Linked DNA regions of Sus scrofa: region 1 is linked to region 2. The links are chromatin contacts, called in public HiChIP or PLAC-seq maps. All regions are on one chromosome and are shown on one strand. The core of a region is the stretch at or near the end of the contact, and the rest is flanking DNA. Distances in the headings are between cores, read along the strand shown.

What was found. HiChIP or PLAC-seq counts read pairs in DNA pulled down with a chosen protein or histone mark.
Region 1: a contact with region 2 is called in an H3K27ac HiChIP or PLAC-seq map of skeletal muscle. The contact joins two enhancer-like sites. A contact is called at or near these places in 2 of 5 promoter capture datasets (liver and skeletal muscle), 2 of 47 Hi-C or Micro-C datasets (both in skeletal muscle) and 1 of 2 datasets of contacts at active chromatin or transcription factors (skeletal muscle).

Annotation. Positions count from the first base shown.
Region 1 is chr9:41,790,332-41,796,879 of Sscrofa11.1, reverse strand. The region is part of intron 4 of ZBTB16 (zinc finger and BTB domain-containing protein 16); the gene reads right to left. Among named protein-coding and RNA genes, the nearest start is that of NNMT, 77 kb to the left of the region's middle. Within about 2 kb of position 4,414, at least 5 of the 83 cell types and tissues checked have an H3K27ac peak or open chromatin away from gene starts, as enhancers often do. A contact at or near this core is called in skeletal muscle, where this site is marked.
Region 2 is chr9:41,618,265-41,625,684 of Sscrofa11.1, reverse strand. It overlaps LOC110255433 (a long non-coding RNA gene), which reads left to right and starts at 6,697. Exons shown (of 4, transcript XR_002335637.1): 1 at 6,697-7,420. Within about 2 kb of position 2,659, at least 8 of the 83 cell types and tissues checked have an H3K27ac peak or open chromatin away from gene starts, as enhancers often do. A contact at or near this core is called in skeletal muscle, where this site is marked.

The DNA.
Region 1 (6,548 bases), core at 3,165-5,664, 170 kb before region 2:
CCACAATCCCCCCGAATGAGGAGCCTGGGCCTCGTGCTCTACTAGAGGAGGCAGTGGGACCACTGACTTCCAGGCCACTCAGGAGGAGCAAGACGGCCACTTGAAAACATGCTTTTACTGTAGGCTGCCAGCTGAGGCCCAGACTGAGTTATGCGTCCTCTGTGTTGAACAACTACTACTTATCAGGTAAGTCATAAAGGATCATTCATAAAATTAGATTCGCCACTTGTTTTTATAGCACTCATTAAGGAACATAAAAGATAATTCTTTTCAGCATTTGGGTGCTGAATTATAAATTCAATTAACTGGACACAGTGAAGTTCACAGATCCAGATATCCTTATATCAAAGCGGCAACTCCCAACCATGAGCAGAGAGAAAAAGGACACGCGCGTCCCCCTGGCGTCCCAGGTCCCCTGTGTCAGCTGAGCAATCTCTCCGCAGCTTTCCTCACTCACTTCTGCTCATTTCCCCCCTTGCTCGTGACTTTTTCTCGGCCTTGGGAAAGGAAATGGATTTTGACAGCACAGGGAGAAGGGAAGACTCTGAATTCTCAGACAAGGTACAGAGCCTTTGTTCTGCCCCAGGTACTCTGGAGATAAAAACAGCCTTGGGGTGTTGCAAGGGTTAAAGTGCAGCATGACTGAAACACCTAGCAGAGTACCTGGCATGTGGGCAGCATGCAATGACAGGGAGATGGTTATTAGTCACATCAGTTCCTAAAACAAATTTATTTTAAGCCCACCTTCCCCACTACATCATTCCTAGTAATGGAACCGGCATTTATCCAAGAGGTAAGGTGTACCGGCCCTGCATTGGTCTGGGGATGGGAGATGGAAAGGCCCAATGCCCGTAGGAATCCACAGACGACGCGGGGATGTCCTTGTTAACACATTCCTCCTCTAAATTCCTCTCCATGCACCACCCAGGCTGGCATCTGATTACACAGTGACCTTTTGCTGGTCCCTGGTTGATTTATATGCGTCTATATATATCTATAGGATCTCCCAGTAAATTTATGTTTGGATAGTGGGAAAAAAACAGTATCACAAGCATTAGCATCAGGAATCTCTAGGTTCCAGCCCAGCTCTGAGACCTAAAGAGGCAGGGTGGTAACGCAGTCAGTCGCTGCGGCTCAAATCTGACTTGGCCACTTCCTACGGCTGTGTGACCTCAGGCACATGACCTAACTCCTCTGTGCCCGTTTCAGACTCTGTAAAACCAGGATGATAACAATGCCTACTTCACAGGGTTTAATGTAGATCCAAGGAGATCATTTATTTTATTTTAATTCATTTTATTTTATTTGTTTGCTTTTTAGGGCCACACCTGCAGCATGTGGAAGTTCCAAGGCTAGGAGTCAAATCAGAGCTACAGCTGCCAGCCTCTGCCACAGCCACAACAACGCTGGATCCGAGCTGGATCTTCGACCTACACCACAGCTCACGGCAATGCCAGATCCCCAACCCACTGAGCAAAGCCAGGAATTGAACCCAAATCCTCAGGGGTACTAGTTGGATTCGTTTCTGTGGCACCACAACAGGAACTCCGAGACCGTGTATTTTAAAAGGCTTAGTACTACCTAGCCTGGAGCAGGTGTTCAGTAAGTTTGAGTTATACTGGTTACCAGGTACATACCCCAAGGAAAGCTTTTCATGTCTTCCTCATCTGGAAACAAGAATGTTCACCTTGAAAAGCTGATATAAGGACCATGCAAAATGATCGAGGTTAAGCATTAGCACAGTGCATGGCACCCTGGAAATTCTGTAATGATTCGCTAAGTGCTCATTTCTCCTCATGAGCAAGAACCAGACCTCACACACTGTAGTATCCTCCTCACGGTAGAGCCCCATCAGCCCAAACTGGCATTCACCAATGTAACTTACAGAGGAATGAAGGGACTAGAACAGAATTCAGAGGTCTGAAGCAGTTCCCGAGAAGACAATTCTCAGTAGGGATTTTTTTTTTTCCTGGCTGCACCCACAGCATGCTGAAGCTCCAGGACTAGCGATCAAACCCTCACTACAGCAGTAACTGGAGCCGCTGCAGTAACGATGCTAGAGCCTTGACCTGCTGTGCCACAAGGAAACTCCTATGTTGAATTTTTTATTCTTTTTCTTTTTTCCATTTTCCTGGCCAAACCTGCAGCACATGGAAGTTCCCGGGCCAGAGACTGAATCTGAGCCCCAGCTGCCACCTGTGCTACAGCTGCAGCAACACTAGCTCCTTAACCCACTGCACCAGGCTGGGGATGGAACCTTCAACACGCCAGAGACAACTTGGATCATTAACCCATGACACCACAGTGGGAACTCCCTCTTGCACTTTTTATTTTATTTTTTACTTTTCGTCTTTTTAGGGCTGCACCTACGGCATATGGAAGTTTCCAGGCTAGAAGTCGAACTGGAGCTATAGCCGCTGACCTGCACCACAGCCACAGCAACACCAGATCCTTAACCCACTGAGTGGGGCCAGGGATCGAACCTGAGTCCTCATGGATACTAGTTGGATTCATTTCTGCTGAACCACAACGAGAACTCCCCCTATTGCATTTTTTTTTTAATGGTAATTTTTTTTTTTAATTTTTGGCATGTGGAAGTTCCTGGGCCAGGGGTTGAACCTGCAGTGCAGCAGTGACAACTGCCAAATCTTTAACCCACTGAGCCACCGGGGAAATCCCTATTGCATTTTTTAAAGTGGGACGCAGGAAGGACAAAATCAGGAAACATGAACATGAGTTTCACATGACTCCCACAAATAACTGACTCTAGGCAAAGAATTTCTCTGCTTGGGTTTCCTCCATTGTTCTATGAGCTGAGAAGCTCGCGTGAGTGTCCTAGCAACGTCTCCCTTCCCTCTCCTGGGGCATCACCAGGGAAGTCACCTGGGTAAGATTTTAGAGGGCAGTGCCACACACAGGATGAGGTGTCCACACCCAGCTCTGGATGATCCTCTCACCCGAGATGGGCAGAGAGACTGCGTGCACTCAGGCCACTCCGGAGCTCCTGCAGGAGGAAACCAAGTCCCTTGCTCAGAAAGACAGCTGAGATTAGAGGGACCAGGTTTTGAGGGAGAGGTGCTGCCGTTTTCTACCAAGCAGAGCACGGAGCCCCTCTCTCTGGAGATTTCTGGGAGGACGGGGGCACAGAGTGATTTCCTCTGTGCCACGTGGGCACACCCTGCCTGTTCTAAAGCAGGGGGTCCCTCCAGCCCAAGGGACCTAGGAGTGTCCCCTGACCCCTTTGCCCATAGCCAGGATTTAAAAGCAACAGCAGGGGAACTCCCCTTGTGACTCAGCAGGTTAAGAACCCGACAGAATGTCCGTGAGGACGTGGGTTCAATCCCTGGCCTCGCTCAGTGGGTTAAGGATCCAGTGTTGCTGCGAGCTGTGGCGTGGGTCAAAGATGAGGCTCAGCTCCCGTGTTGCTGTGGCTGTGGTGTAGGCTGGCGGCTGTAGCTCTGATTTGATCCCTAGCCTGGAACTTTCATATGCTGCGGGTGCAACGCTAAAAATAAATAAATGAATGAATAAAATAAATAAATAAATGCAACAAGAGTACATTAAGTTCTCTTCACTCGGCTTCCAAAACTTCGAGAAACAGCTCCACGTGTTAAAAGGAGCAACAGAAGGAGGATTAGGAGGACAGAACCCGATTCTACGACCAGCTAGTTATGTGACCCTGGGCTCCGTTTCTTCGTTTAAAACAGGAGGACGTTGGACCAGAGGGAGTGAAGTCCGTTCCCAGGTATTTAGGGCCGTTACACCTCTCTTCCTCTTGCTTTCCCAAGCTGGGGCCACACTTGGGCAGGGCGTGCTAGGGAACCCCAGGCATCCTGGAAGCGGTCTGGGGAAGGCGAGAGACCCAACCAAAACCCTTACTTACTTTCTTCTTTTTTTTTTTTTCAAAGTCACTCCTAGCTTCTCGGGACACAAAAGTATCTGTTAAGGTAAGTTAAACCTTCTCAAGATGAATTTTCCTGCTACTTTTAATTAAAAGTTCTTTAGAATTAAAAGGACACCATTCAGAAAAGGTTGAAAAAAAATTTCATTGACACTCCCCCTCCCCCTTTTCCCAAGGCAAAGAAAAAGCTGTTTTTGTGCACGGCTCACCCGGTCCACACTGTACAAAAGAAGGCGGATTGGCGGCAAGACACGTGAGATGACCCTTTGACCCTGAACCGCTGACAAGTCCTCAATGGCATAAATACCAGATAATCAATCACATGCCAGGAGGGCAAGTCCCCTGCCCTCGCCCCAGCGCTGGGGTTTATGAGAGATACACTGTAAATAGACACTGGCTTCTTAAGAGGGGCCCCCTCGGCATTCCAGGGGCCGCCGTAATCCTGAACCAGGCCCGGCCAGATCCCTGACCATCTCGTTTTACAGCTTTCATCGCGAGCTTATAAAGTGCTTTCCCTCCCAAGCTGGACTTCTGCTATGAAATGAAGCCAGGCCTCAGCCACCCGCCTCCCATCCAAGAGGGAGGGGATTCCGAAAATAACTCCAAAGAAAGCTAAGCTAGAGGAGGCAGAAAGAGGGCAGGTCAGCCAGAAACGCCCAAGGTGCTGGGGATGGTAGGGAGGGGTGTGGGCAGGGCTGCGGGAGCCAGGCAGGACCTGGCGGTAGTGAAGAAGCAGTGAGGACACGGATGACAACAGGAATGACCGTCGCTAAGCACTTGGTGAGTGCACTGATGCTCTTAAGGGCCACATGCCATTCTAGGAGAATCTACCAGTTCACCCGAATCTTAGTGTCTATCTTCAAAAATAACTCTGGGAGGTGGGCACTATCACGACTGCACCCATTTTGCAGATGAGGAAACTGGGGCTCAGTTCAAATAAACTGTCCAAACAGCCAGGGGACTAAATGACAGGGAGGGATTTAAACCCAGAGAAATGACTCAGTCCAGATACCCCCTCCACTCTATCCTCCAAGTCCACGGATGTCTGCCTAGAAGGGGAAAATGCTGAAATTCCATGCTTTAGATCAACCGGTACTTTCAGATCATACAGGAGCCAGAGGGAAGGAAACATTCAAAAAGTTCTGATGAGGAGTTCCTGCAGTGGTGCAGCAGAAACAAATCCAGCTAGGAACCATGAGGTTGCAGGTTCGATCCCTGGCCTTGCTCAGTGGGTTAAGGATCTAGCATTGCCATGGACTGTGGTGTAGGTCACAGATGCGGCTCAGACCTGATGTGGCTGTGGCTGTGGCATAGGCCGGCAGCTGTAGCTCTGATGGGACCCCTAACCTGGGAACCTCCGTATGCCGAGGGTACAGCCCTAAAAAGCAAAAAAAAAAAAAAAAAAAAGTTCTGTGAATGTAGGCCTAAAAATCAATACATCATCAGAAGAGTGTCCAGTTTCCAAGAGAGCCAAAAACTAGGTTGGTTCTAGAGGAGAAAAAGCGAGTCTTTAACTCCAGACCATAAATTCTAACCCCCACTCTAGTGCAAGAGTCTCAGCCCTGCCCTTTAGCCCACCTTGGACCCCGAGAGCGCAGAGATCCAGCGCCGGGCCCGGATGTCTCTAAGGCAACAATGGTCTTCTGAACCTTTGCGCCTGCTCAGAAGAGTTTTACCAAGGTCCTAAACCGGCCTCAGCAAAGGGGGACGTGGGGGCAGGGAAAGGAAGACAGAGCCTCTTGGTAACTAATTTTGATAATGCTTTTGTGTCAGGGTCAAAGGTTAAATATGGCCACACTAATCCGCTTCTTCCAGAATTAAAGCACAAGGGAGATTTTTTTTTTTTCTATAGCTTAGCAAGAGGGCTTTTCTCATGGCTGGAGAAATGGTACTGACCAAGCCCCCTGAATGGGACCCCTGGCTGCTGGAGACACATTCTTGCATTCATCTGGGCAGAGCATCCCAGGTCCTGGCCGCACGGTCAGAGTTATTTATTATTAAGACCGAGGTGAAAGGAATGCAAAGTGGCACTTTAGAAAATGCAAGAGTCCTCTGTCCAGCCCCACCCCCTTCTGAATAATGCTTCCTGAGATGCCCTAGAAAGAAGTGGGGGGAAATGCTCGGGAAGCACCCCCCTCCCAAACACACACACAGAAACTGGAAGAATCATACACACATGTAAATGACTGGAAAACTGTGGTTCTGAGAAGCCATAATAAGCCACCGTGTGTTTGCTCGTACGGGCTGCAGAGTGCTTCTCACGAATTATTTCACTGAGCTTCACAGCAGGCCCGTTAGATAAGCAGGTTTGGGGGACCCCTTTCTACCAGTATAGAAACTCACTTTCTCAAAGGGCAAGTGAACTTGCCCAGCATCTTGCTTCTAATAAGCAGCAATTCTGGGGCTAAAAATAGCCTTTGTTGCTGAGACTGAAGGAGGCAGTCATCCTCCAGGAAGAAACCCAGGGTTGCCCCGCCAGCGGGAGACCCACAGCCAGAAGGCCAGCAGGAATTTGGGCCGGAAACGCGTTTCTTGGGTTCATTTTCCCAGAGCTTCCCCTGGGAAGGGGGTGCTTCTGAACCAGCAGGTGAGAGAGCAAAGTATGTGAACATGACTGGAGGAGCTGTGTGTGTGTGTGTGGGGGGGG
Region 2 (7,420 bases), core at 1,410-3,909:
ACTTCAGTTTAAAAAAAAAAAAAATCCTGTACCACTCCCTCACCCATGTCTAAAATTAAAATGCCAAAAATACTACCAGGAAGAGAAATTTGGTGAAAAGCAAGAAAGACTATAAATTGACTGCAGAGTCTACGGCGAGACTTGGATTTCTCTGGTTTATTAAAGTCTCACTCTGTAGGAGCTCCTTTCAAGAAGCACTCAAATAAACTGCACCAATATTTGACAGTGTGGAAGCTCTTTTCAAAGACTGTGTAGCCTATCTTCCCAGAAAGAGAATTTTCCTTCTTTTGAGTTTACTGCCTATTGAGCGCCTTCAATAAAAAGGGGAAAAAAGTAATCATGAAGGATGGTGATATTTTTTTCTTCCCTAATATCTCCTTGGAACATCCTGAAATGTTTACCTGCTGATTTTCTGTTAGGCAGATTGGAGAGAGCAAGGTGAAATTATAAGAACACTGACTTCCAGTCAGAAGACCTGGATTCAAGGCCGGCTTGGACAAATGCTTCCTGTGTAACCCTGGGCAGGTCACTTAACCTCTCCGTGTTTCTAAGTCCTCCTCTGCAAGAACGGTGCTATTACATGGAACCTGTCTCTGACCTTTTCTTTTTTTTACAGCCTCACCTGTGGCACATGGAAGTCCTAGGCTTGGAGTCCAATCGGAGCTGCAGCTGCCAGCCTACACCACAGCCATGCCAGGTCGGAGGTGCAGGTATGACCTACACTGCAGCCTACGGCAATGCCAGATCCTTAACCCACCGAGCTCGGTCAAGGATCGAACCCACATCCTCATGGATATTATGTCAGGTTCTTAACCCACTGAGCCACAATGGGAACTCCAGTCTCTGAACATTTTAAAGTCCTTGCTCCGTTCTTTGAGAAGAGCCTTAAGACCTGTCCCTAACTTACTGCCTGACTCTGAGCAAGTCGCTTCCCCTCCTCGGGGCCTCAGTTTTTCGAGGATCACATGAAAGTATCGGACTAGGCTTGTTGCCAAGCCGACGACTCTAGCTATGAAATCCTTTAGCACTCTGCGAACTCCATCGCACCCCCTGAAACTCGGTCCCAGCACGTTTGGACGGAGAGAAGGTATGAAGCAGGTGTGTGGAAGGGACATGGTCTCTCTTCATCGTAACCCTGATTCCCACCAGGAGGAACCCAGGCGTTCGGGCACCGTCTCCCTCCACACAGGAGCAGACGACCCAGAAGAGGGCAGCTGGGCTTCAGCCTGGGCAGGAAATGGTAAGTGCTTCTTCTGTCGATGATGGCTGTCTGTGGTTCTAGAGAGGAAAGCAGATATCAGTGGTGAAGCTTAGCCAGGTCATAGAGGAAGGAGCAGGGGGAGGGGGCAGGGCAGCTGTAGTGCAGTCAGTGTTCCACTGTGACCCAAATAAGGTGTCCTTGGTACAGAGAGGGCGATGGAGCATTAGATAGAGATATAAATACAGATAGGCTGCTTTGCATCAGGTCTAGAAACACATTTTCTCCTCTCTCGTTCAGAAATCATGCCCCAACCCAAGGTTGCTGGTTCCCACCTCAGGGCCTTGGCACTTGATGGATCCCAGACTCCCACCCTCCCCCGAAAACCTTCCTCCCATCCCACCATACACTTGTTTCTACCTTAAGAACTCAAACAACCCTTCTGCAGAGAAATCCTTCCTACAGATGCCTTATCAGGAGCTGCCTCCTGCCCCTGGGGGGCCCTCTGCCCTGCATTTTTGTTTTCATAGCACTTGCTAGTACCGGAAATTGCCTCCTTTGTTTATAGGACTGCTTGTTTATTTCCTGGCTACCCCCAGAGCCTCCCTACAGCTCCCTCCGACTTAAGGTAAGCTTCCTGAGGGCAGGGGCCTGGGCCCTTTCAGGAGGTTGTATTGGGAGCACCAGGACCAGGCTGGCACACAGTAGGCTCCTAAGAAATATTTGTTCCAAGAGTGAAAGAGCAAAACAAGAAATGTGCTGGGTTTTTTTTTTTTTTCTCTCCCCAGGAAGACTTTTTTAAACAAACAGGCAGCCTGTTGTTGAGAATGAGCGGTTCAGGCCTAGATAATTCACAGCCGGGGAAGAAGCAGGAGTAGGTTCTTCCACAGGCTCTGAGGTAGCTGGGCCGATCGCACAGTTCTTTTTCCTGATAGGGCTTCCAAAAGACACCTCCACATGATGTCCCCACTCTCTGTGCCCGCCAGGGAGAAGGCGGGATGGGGGACCATGCCTGGAGTTCGGGCAGCACTGTCCCCAATACTTTCCCCTCATTTTACCATTTCATCAATGAGGACCCAGGCACCCAAGGTTCAACGACGTGGCTGAGATTGTCGAGTCTAAAGTCAAAACTGGATCCAGTTGGTGCTCTTGCCTCTGCATTTAAACTTGTTCAGAGGAACCCAAGCTGCCTGGCTCCCATACCTGCCCCCATGGAGAGATGGCGAGCGCCCACCTACACACGGCGCCAGTGATAACAGGCTCCTTAGCGGACCCAGCTCCAGAGGGAGGCAGATGAGGCACAGAAAGCAGGTGCAGAGCTTAAGGAAGCATCACTGCTGGGTTCTGGGGTGATTTGGAGAAATGCCTTGTTAAATCTCAGAGCCCAGCCCCATGCTCGCCTCACCTGGTCCTGGCCCTGCTCCTTGGAGCTTTCTGCAAGTTCTCTGTCCTTTTCTCTCGTGTCATATGATACTTCTTTTTTTAGAAAGATCATCAACATGACTAGATGGTGGATTGCTCTCGGGAAGCATTTGACTCGCTTTGCCAACTAGCTCTAGCCACTTCTTGGCAACGTGCCCTCCAAGTGGCCACTGAAATTATTTTTCTAAAGGATCGATCTGTCACTCCCCCCACGTCAGTGCCCCTTCTCATGCCTACATTTTTTTAAGGCCTAAACACATGGCTGTTCTTTACGACACTTTACACATTGGCAGCATTCTGTCTCCAAAGTCTTGTCACGCTTCTGAGGCTTTAGGCAGGCTGTGTCTTCTGCCCTGGGGCCCCCCTCCCTGTCTGTCTGGGCAAAATCATTTACCCTTCCAAGCCTAACTCCAAGGCCACTTACACACAAGATGTTCCAGATCTGGAGTAACGCTGATGTGAACCCAGTCTCCGCTGGTGGCCAGAAGGTACCCGACCTAGGAGGTGAGAGCAATCAAGCCAGCAGTCAGGGCCTCCCAGGGCCCCTTCTCACATTCTCTGCAGTGACAGCTCTGTGTGGGGAAGGTTCCCTCCTACACTCAGCCTGGGCAATGTGACTTCATCACCTGGCTAAGTGTGACTCTAGCCTTTGAACTTTTTTTTTTTTTTTTTTGCTTTTTAGGGCTGAACCTGAGGCATCTGGAGTTTCCCAGGCTAGGGGTTGAATGGGAGCTACAGTTGCTGGCCTACACCACAGCCACAGCCATGCCAGATCCAAGCCACGTCTGAGACCTACACCACAGCTCATGGCAATGCCAGATCCCTAACCCACCTGAAACTGACAGCACTAGTCCAGAACACAGACTGGGACTTGAACACACTGAGCGAGGCCAGGGATCAAACCCACATCCTCGTGGATACTAGTCGGGTTCATGACCGGCGAGCCACAGCGGGAACTCCTGAGCTAACTTTATATTTTGCTGTAACAATGAGGATCCAAGCTGTTGGCAACAAAGCGAAACCAGGCTCCCAGGTGGCCTGGAACCTCCCTGGTTCACCCAGGGCTTATTTTTAGACTTTTCTCTTTGGCGTCCAGCTTCCCAAGCTGCCAGGGTCAGGGGTGTTTCACTGGTTTGCAGCCGGAATAGGCGGGCACCTCAGAGCCCAGCCTTCTGCCCGGCTCCCCCCACCCTGGTTTCTAAGTTCTCATGTTTGTTTTCCTCCCTCCTCCGTGTCTAACTTTTCTGTCTTCTTTTCATGATCTTGAGACTCAATCCAAAGTCAGGCTGACATTTTGGCCCTGTCTCCCCAAGGAGCTCAGCGCTGAGATCTTTTTCCCTGGAAAGAAAGTTGATGTATGTGTGGGTTTGGGAGAAGCTTAGAGAAGAAAGTTAGTGATTATTATCCATGCACGCTGGATAATAACAACGATAATAATAATACAATAATAATCAAGAAGAACAATGCCTACCTTTGCGGAGCACTAACTCTGTAGCAATTGGGCCAGGTCATTTTTTAAGCCTTGTCTCATTTAATCTCTTAGGTAGGGCTGCTCTCTACCCATCATAAAGGTGGTTCCTATTATACCCATTTCCAAATAAGACGTTGAGGCTTAGAGAGTTAGATAAGTAGCCCAAGATCAAACAGCTGGTGAGGGCTGGTGTCTAGGTTGGCCTTACAACCTGTAGCTCTTATATCTGAGGGACCCGAAACAAATCGCTTCACCTCTCTGCATGTCAGTTACATTGCATCTGTGACGGCAACTAGCAGAGATATTCCTCATTTTATAAGCCAGTTAGGACAGATGAATGGGATAAGGACTCTGAGGTGCTATGTGTTAATCATTATCTTTATGAAATCTGAGACCGCCCCCCACCCCAAAATCTGGGAGAGCACAGAATTACCTAAGACACTGGGAATTCTTTTTCACACAGGAAAATTGTTTAGATGTTCCTTGCTCTGATTTGAACCTGTACCTTCCATTTTGAGAGATTATCATTCTTTACAATCCAGGCTCTTTGGCTTGACCATGGGACTTTACGATTTTCAAAAGATGGTTTTAGTTGAGCCTGATGACAATGGGGGAGTTAGGACAAATATATGCCCCCCTTCTGCAGGCAGGAAAACTGAAAGTGGCTGTCAGGGGCTGGCTCGGAGCAGGACTCCTGACGTCTACTCTGGCTCTCTTTGCTTCCTTCGGTTTCTATCCTCGGAGCCTGGGCAGCTGACAGTGTTGACAGATGCGGGAGAAGGTTTTGGCGGTGGGGGTAGGGGTGGCCTCTGGCCTCTCCTCCTTAGGACATCAGAATATGCATGGTCCCCTTGGAAACAGCATTTGTGCAAAACTCTACCTGAGAGGCAAGCTGTGGTTAAGGCCTATCCTTTTGTTGTTATTTAAATAGACATTTTAAAACATTTAAAGTCTGTCATTTTCCCTTTGTGATTTGGAGTCAGGGCAGGTTTTCGGGTGTCAAGCAGTCGCTGAGCTTTGGTGGCCTTGGGTACCTGGCCTGAAAGCCTCTGTGCAACCAGCCCAGCCAGAGGGACCAGAGGCTCTGTCTTTTCTTTCTTTCTTTCCTTTCTTTCTTTCCTTTCTTTCTTTCTTCCTTTTCTTTCTTTTCTTTCTTTCTTTCTTTCTTTCTTTCTTTCTTTCTTTCTTTCTTTCTTTCTTTCTTCTTTCTTCCTTTCTTTCTTTCTCTCTCTCTCTCTCTCTCTCTCTCTCTCTCTCTCTCTCTCTCTCTCTTTCTTCATGTTGAGCTCTGGAGCTTTGGCCTGACAGATCTGAGTTCAAATGCTGTCTCTGCCCCTGACTAGCTATGCCCTAGGCAAATTCTTTAAATTCATGTCATCTGTAAAGTGGAGAGAGGGAGGCATATGTGGCTGCTGTTAGCCTTGTAGGAGTTCTTCTGTAACATAAAGTGCCTGGTCAAGTAGTAAGTGCTGAATAATTTAGCTTTTATTATACTTTTTTCCCCAGCCTCGTTGGACCATGGAGATGGCCCCCTGCAGATGGCGGCCCTTCTGACAGTGTCTTTGTGAGAGGGGAGGATGGGCTGTGGAGCACATCCGAATCGTGCCTCTTGAGTGGCCACGAAGAGGGTCTGGGTGGAGGTTCAGGCAGTGGCCAGGTGGGGACCAGGTTAAACTCTAGGCTCTCAGACCCCTCTCTCCTCTGACTGCCCGAAATCCTTTCATTCCATGAAGGGCCAGGTTGTGACCAGAGCCCCAAGGTCAGGACCCCCCCCCCAACCCAATTACCCCATACTGGGATGGGGGCCTGGCATGTTTGTCCTGCCCCAGCTGCTGGGCTTGGTAAGGGGATCCAAGGAAAGGGACAGCATAAAATCGGGGGAGAAAGGAGAGACGCTGTGCTGTTGAAAGTGCGCAGACCAGGTTCTCTGTGCTGCTGGAAATGGAGCGGGCACTCCACTGCTCCCCCTGCTGGCTGGACAGGAGGACTGACATCCTAGTGGGAGCATAAAACCCACCCTGGACGGGGCTGGGTAAAGAGCCCAGCCAAGAGTTGGGGGATGGGAAGAGGGAAGGGCTCATTGCTGCGACAATTTCAGAATCACCTAAGGCTTTCAGTCAAAAATGCATGTTTCTGAACCTCACCCTAAAACCTATCCAGTCATTGTTTCTTTGCGAGATGAGGCTCAGGAACCTGTATTTTTTGAGGGGGGTGGGGGTGGGGGTTCTGTTCCTGGGCCAGGGATGGAACCTACGCCACAGCAGCGACCCAAGCCACTGCAGTGACTGTGCGATATCCTTAATCTGCGGGCCATGAGAGAACTCCCAGGAGCCTGCATTTTTGTTTGAAGGTCATTAATGCTGAATAGAAAAGAATCTAGAACATTTTTGCTGTGGGTTGATTTTAAATAGCATGCAAGGAGTTCCCATCGTGGCTCAGCTGTTAACAAACCCGACTAGCATCCATGAGGATGCAGGTTTGATCCCTGACCTCGCTCAGTGGGTTAAGGATCTGGCATTGCCACGAGCTATGGTGTAGGTCACAGTTGTGGCTTGGATCCAGCATTGCTGTGGCTCTGATGTAAACTGGCGGCTGCAGCTCGGATTGGACCCCTAGCCTGGGAACCTCCATATGCCAGACATGCAGCACTAAAAAGCAAATAAAAAATAAATACTGTTCAAGTTAGCTTGAAGACAAGATTGGCAATAAACATTTTGGTTTGACAGATTTTCTTGTACACCTACTGTGTGCCAGGAATGTATTCTGCCATCGAGCTGCCTCTCAGTTTCCAGGGCCAGGTGGATATTTGGAAAGAGAAAGCACGAGCCTAGAGCATGAACGTGCAGTGTGCCAAGGGGTGTGGGAGCTGGAACCAGAACAGGAAGGAGGATGGGAGAACAGCTCCCAGCTCCTCCTTCATTTTTCACTCTTGAGCTCGAGTATTGTCAATAGAAGGTAAGGGTTACCCTGGCTTTCTTTTCTCTTAAATTGAAATGTGGGGAGGCCTCCTTTCTGTCTACCCTTGATGTTATATCCTTCTTGGACATGATGAAAAGACACTGAACCACGGGTTCACGCCTATTTGCTCATCTGAAATTGGGACACTGTGCAGTTCTGCATGCCCCATCTTAGCCAAAGTAAAGGGACTTTCTGCTTGACTCTTCTCCAGCACAAGCAGCAGTGGGTCAAAATAAACAACCCTGGAATCCAAACGCTGGCTCCTCCCACCAAAAAGGCAAAATACTTCCTCTTTAATTGATGCAGGCCCTCAGTGTGCAGGTCACAGCGCTGCCCATCTTCAGAGTGCGCCCACCTGCACTGGAGCAAGG